Linked DNA regions of Oryctolagus cuniculus: region 1 is linked to region 2. A link is a contact called in public Micro-C data. All regions are on one chromosome and are shown on one strand. The core of a region is the stretch at or near the end of the contact, and the rest is flanking DNA. Distances in the headings are between cores, read along the strand shown.

Region 1 (2,700 bases), core at 6-2,505, 54 kb before region 2:
GAGGATCAGATAAATGGCTACAGAAGCCAGGGGCACAGAGCTGCTGCCCTGCTATCCTCGGCACTGGGCAGGGCGGCCAGAACAAGCAGATGCCCCTGAAACACCAGAGCCTGCTCTGTCGGTAGCCAGCTGAGCACGGCACCTCCCCGCCCAGGGCTGCAGCACACACCCCGAACCTGTTCCCACGCACCTGTCCGTTTCCTCTTGCTATGCACAGAGTCAGAGTCCTAGTCTGCCTGGGTTCCTGCACAGCTTTCTCAGGGCCACCAAACTGGCCCGAGGAAGTCGCCAACACACAGCCCACGGCATGGGTGTCACGGTGTCCCACCATCTCTCACCAGCTCCCACCACAGCCAGGTGGGCGTTCCCATCCCCAAACATGACAACAACGCACTGTTCTCCCCAGACCGCTCACCCTCGGCCCCCGGGCTTGTCCCAACCCTGCCACTTATGCCTGGGCCGTCCAGCAGAATCTGACATGTTCCCCCATGCTCCCCCAAGTCCCACCCTGTTGCTGGGCCTTTGTCCGTGCCAGATCCTCAACCAGGAGCACCCTCCTGCCCTCCCCCCCACCCTGGTCTCTCCCTCCTCATCTGGAGCCCCAGGCTGAGCGGAGGACCAGGCCGGAGGCTGGCCACCACGGCCCCCCAGTGCTCAGCCCCTTCACAGCCTCCTCCAGCACTTGTTCGCTTATCTGCCTGCCACCCACCCCTCCCCATCTCTCAAGGGCAAGGGTCCAGGTCCCTCACCTCTAGCTCAGCTCAGCCCCTGGCAAGACCTTGAATTCTCCATGAATGAGAGGAGGAACGATCAGGGAGGAGCCTGAATCATGGTCCAAGACCAGGCTCTCTGTGGGCAGGGTGTGGGGGGTGAGCCGAGGAGGGGGAACCGAGAACAGACCCCGGGGAACTTCCTCCCTTCCCCGTAAGGCTCTGTATCCCGGCAGAGGTTTTAGGGAGTCACAGATCAAAGCCCATCACACTGTAACCTGAGGTCAGGAATGCCGCTGGATGGACCTTTTGTTGTAAGGGGAAAAGACAGGATGTAGAGAGACACTGAAGTCTGGCTCACGACTTAGGAGGTGAAGGGCACTAGCACGTTTCCCAGCCTAAGTTTCAGACGTCAGACTAGCCAGGTGGCCCGTCGGACAGATGTGGGTCAGAACCAGCGCTAACTGAGGCTGCAAGGACTTACTGTGTTGGATTTTCGTGGGAAAACCCCTCTTACGCCAAGGAGCTGAGCAGCTTCTACTGAATCAATCAGTGTTTTGAACCATGAATCTGCAGGGGCGGGGGTGGAGGGGTATCCGCAGGTCTGAGGTGGGGCCCAAGATGCTGCATTTCTAACAAGTCCCTGGGGGATGCCCAGCCCACGCTGCTAGCCCAAGGACACCTCCTGGAATGGCAGGGACCTACCAAGTGACCTCACGTGGCCTCTGTGCCCCTGATCCATCGACCTCCTCGGAGGAGGAGCAGCCTCAGCATCGGCCAGAGAAAGGGATGGGAGGCTGGGGCTGACAGGAGCCCCAGGAAAGCCCCGGGAGGCGTAGCCAGCCATAGCCTGGCTCCCCGAAGGACAGATGGGAGGAGCCCCACCCAGACGCCAGGCCAGGCCCAGAATAGCCGTCTGAGTCACGCAGTGGGTGCAGGGCCAGCGGGGGCGGCCAGCCCACTTGGTGACTCAGCACAGGGCAGCGGCCCCACCTGACCCTGCCACGCCAGGCCCAGGCCAACCACTCGCTCGGAGGTCAGGCGCCACCTGACTGCCCGATGGGACAGCAGCAGGAGCCGGACACCCCTAACCTTCCGGGCTCCCCTGGGACTTGAGCCCTGAGCGTGACAGATACCCATCGCAGCACCCCCTCGGCAAGTCACAGGCCTCTGGGCCGGGCCAGGAGATGCAGTGCAGCCAACAGCAAATAAAGCTGCAGCCCACGTTCAGGAAGCAGACACCGAGCTTCACCAAAGGAAGAACAACTTGCCCCAAATCATCAATCTAGCTGACCTCGCCTTACCTGATCCCACCTGCCCCGCCTGCATCCCCACGGCAGCTGTGTGGTTATTCCTCTGCCGGCTTGGTTAGCGGCTGTTTCCCAATGGGACCCAAGCCCCTGAGCAGGTACACGCGAATGATCTATTTCCCAAAGATGGCCAGAACATTACCACTGCCCCCCACCTACCCACCTCGGGCTGCCCCCCTTCTAGAGGCAGGGTCTATGTCTCCCCCTCCCCCATCACACCGGGCAGATCTGTGTGACCGCCCTGACCACGGAGCGTGGCTGCAGGGACACGGTGCGACTTCTGGAACTCGGTCACGAAGTCATACAGTGGAGTGGGCGTCTGTTGTGACGGTTGAGCTCCTGGCTAAGATACCCACATCCCATACTGGGGTGCCTGGCTCAGCCCCAGTGGTTACAAGCATTTGTGGGGAAGAACCAGGGGACGGCAGCTCACTCTTGTCCACCTGTCCACCTCTGTCTCTGGAAAATAAACAAGTGGTGCAGCTTCCGCCTGGTGCTGTCTCTCCCTCGGAACGCTCACTCTAGGACGCCAGCTGCCATGCTGTGGGGAAGCTGGGGCCACACATCAGCTCTGGGTGAGACTCCCACCAAGGGCCAGCATGCACCCCTGGACACCACAGCAGGGCAGTCCCGGCCACCACGTGACTGCTGAAGAGACTGAGCAAGCCCAGCAGGGACCC
Region 2 (2,700 bases), core at 29-2,528:
CAGGACAACAGATGTGGCCAAGGGCATGCAGCTGCCTCAGCCCAAACGACACCCCCCCCCCCAAAAAAAAAAAAACAAAAAAAACACACAGCCTGCCAGCAAGGTCCTGAGAGCACCCTGGCCCACCCCCCGCAGCCTGCGGGGAAAGGGTACTTCTGGGTGCCAACCACCCACTCCTAAGAGCCAAGCGTGTTCTCCCTGGTTCCTAAGCAAAAGGAGACAAACGACCAAGTTCAGATTTGGCCTGCTGTGTTTACCAACAATCGAGACAGCCTGACGCCCCAAGTGCCCCCTCCTGGAGCAGAGGAATAAATCGCATTAGAGGGACACGGAAGCTCCAAGCGCTGGGGCTCGAGCCACAGCAAGTGGACTGAGAGGACCCGGCGCCTCCGGTCTCAGAGAAACCCGCCTGGGGGGAGTCAAGCCCAGAGGGCTGGGCGGCGCGTGCCGGGCTCCCCCTGGCTGCACCCTGACCCCGAGGCAGCCCACTTCTTCCCTCACCTTTTCCCCTGCTGCCCTGAACTTCCCCGGGCAGTATGTAAGCAGAGACAGAAAAGAAACGATGACAACATGAAACCACAGGGGAGCAGGGCGATGTCAAACCCGGGGGTGACAGGCCAAGCCCCAGCCCGCTCGGTGGGAAGTCCTTGTCTACCGTCCCGGCCTGGCTCACCCCGGGGTATTCTGCTCAAAGGGGAGACCCTCACCCACAAAAGAGATGGGCGAGCAGAGCCAGGGGACACCTCCTTTAACTGCCCCGTCTCCAGAGTCCCCCCCACCACGTCCTGGGAAGGTGACTTTGTAACCCCTAGTCTCCTGGAAGGGAACCCCAAAACACACAAGCCTCCTTCCCGCCCAGGCCCTGCCCCCCAAATAGGGCTCACGCCTGCCCGCACCCCCACCCCGCCAGCCCTGCTTCCTGGCAACCGAGTCGCCCAAGTTTCCCCCCCGTCCCCGGCCCCCGAAGGGGCCCGGGCCCCCCAGGCCGGCTGCAGGGCGCGGGCCCGGCGCTTCCCCTCGCCAGCCGGCCTCGCTCGCAGCCCGCCGGCCTCCCTCCGCCCGCCGGCCCCACGCGGCCGCCCAGCACGTACCCAGAAGGGGTCCGAGCCCTCGGCGCTGCAGAAGCTCTGGAGCGCCATGCGGCCGGCGCGGGCGGCGGGCGGCAGGCGGCGGGCTCGGGGCGGCGGGCGGACGGGCCCGGCTGCTGCTGCTGCTGGCGGCGGCGGGAAGGCGGGCGGCAGCGGCGGCGGAGGGAGCCGGAGCCGCAACGCCGCCTGGTTGGCCCGCGCGTCACGGGGATGCGGCGGCCCCGCCCCGCCCCGCCCCGCCCGGGCGCCCGGCTCACCTCACGCGGCCCGGCGTGGGCAGCGCGGACGGCGCCGGGACCCTTGGCGCTGCCCGGCGCGCTGGGGCGGCTGGGATCTACGTGTCCCCCGGGGGCTGGGAGTCCTGTCTGGCTCCCACCGTGCGTGCCCAGCAGAGAAAAGACCCTCTGGGAGCGTGTGCCAAGCGCCGCGTGCGTCGCGGGCTGACCCTCGCCGCTCACCCCGATGGAAGCGAAGCAGGTGCAGCGCCTTTCCTGGGGGTGGGGGGGGTCTCCCGGCCGGCAACTGCGGGGAGGCTGGGATTTGTACCCAAACGTGGCAGAGAAGTGGGGAGGCTCTCACTCGTGTACGCGCTGCACAGGGAGGCACTGAGGCTCAGAGAGGTGAAGCCACGTGGCCAAGGTCACACAGGATTCTGCCCGAAGCCACTCCAAACACCTGCTGACCCCACCTGTGCTCAGAGCACCTGCGCCGCTCCTGGGCCCTCTTTGAGCACCACGGGGGAAGGGGCTGGTTGTTGATCCTCAGCTCAGCAATAAAGGAGCAGAAGGGTGTGGTTCCTCACGGCGCTCCCCCCTCCCCCCCAGGTAAGTGAGGGTGTTATCCCCACGTGGCGGATACACTGTAAGGCTTGGAGAGGCAGAGCCGTTTGTCGGAGCTTGGTTAGATGAAGGGGGCTGAGCCAGACTTTGAACCCAGGGAAGCTGCATGGGGAGGGGGTCTCAGGAAGCCGTGACGCCAATGCCCCTATGTCATTGCGTCAGGATTGTTCAGTACACAGGCAGCCAGAGACACACCCAGGCCTGGGGCCGAGTCCTGAGCGTCTCCCAGGGCCATCTGGAATATTTATAACTTTATTCCCAGGCCATACAAAATGATCAACTTAGAACAGCCCGCTGCAGGTGTATTGAATTTCGAGTCCACCTTGCCCGGACCAGGCCAAATGGTGGGGCTGCCCTGCCCCGACCCCTGCTTCCCTGCCTCCCCTCTTCCTCAATCCCCTGCCTGATGTCTGGTGCCCCACACAAAAACGGGGCCAGGGTCTGCATCCGAGTCTCTCTCACGCAGGGCTACTATTTTCTGTGGTTTTGTCTCCTTGGCCCAGGTCCCCCTAAGGCTGAGTGGGCTTCGCATGTATACATTCAACAGGTATTTACTGAGTATATGTCAGGGTCTTGCCAGCAGCAAGACAAAATTGTTGTTCTTATAGAACTTAAAGAGGTGGGACTCTCCAAGAGAGTCCTTGGAGTGTATTGAAGATGGCCCAGGTGGCAGGAATCCAGAGAGAAAGGCAGATGGGGCAGCTGATAACAAGTAATAGCATAAAGAAAAGGGTAAAATAAAGTGAAGATACAGAAGTTTAAAAACGGGCCAG

The links. Hi-C and Micro-C count contacts between places; a contact is called where the count stands out from the background.
Region 1: a Micro-C map of ear pinna shows a contact between it and region 2, with 2.2 times the contacts expected there. The contact joins the enhancer-like site here to the promoter of ABCC1 in region 2. A contact is called at or near these places in 3 of 6 Hi-C or Micro-C datasets (ear pinna, psoas muscle and an unstated tissue).

The regions. Positions count from the first base shown.
Region 1 is chr19:19,284,461-19,287,160 of mOryCun1.1, reverse strand. The region is part of intron 5 of ABCC1 (ATP binding cassette subfamily C member 1 (ABCC1 blood group)); the gene reads right to left. Among named protein-coding and RNA genes, the nearest start is that of ABCC1, 54 kb to the right of the region's middle. Within about 2 kb of position 1,255, at least 4 of the 8 cell types and tissues checked have an H3K27ac peak or open chromatin away from gene starts, as enhancers often do. A contact at or near this core is called in ear pinna, where this site is marked.
Region 2 is chr19:19,230,813-19,233,512 of mOryCun1.1, reverse strand. ABCC1 (ATP binding cassette subfamily C member 1 (ABCC1 blood group)) reads right to left here and starts at 1,278. Exons shown (of 31, transcript XM_051847486.2): 1 at 1,092-1,278. The coding sequence starts at 1,139. It overlaps LOC103348573 (a long non-coding RNA gene), which reads left to right and starts at 1,353. Exons shown (of 4, transcript XR_011384670.1): 1 at 1,353-1,565.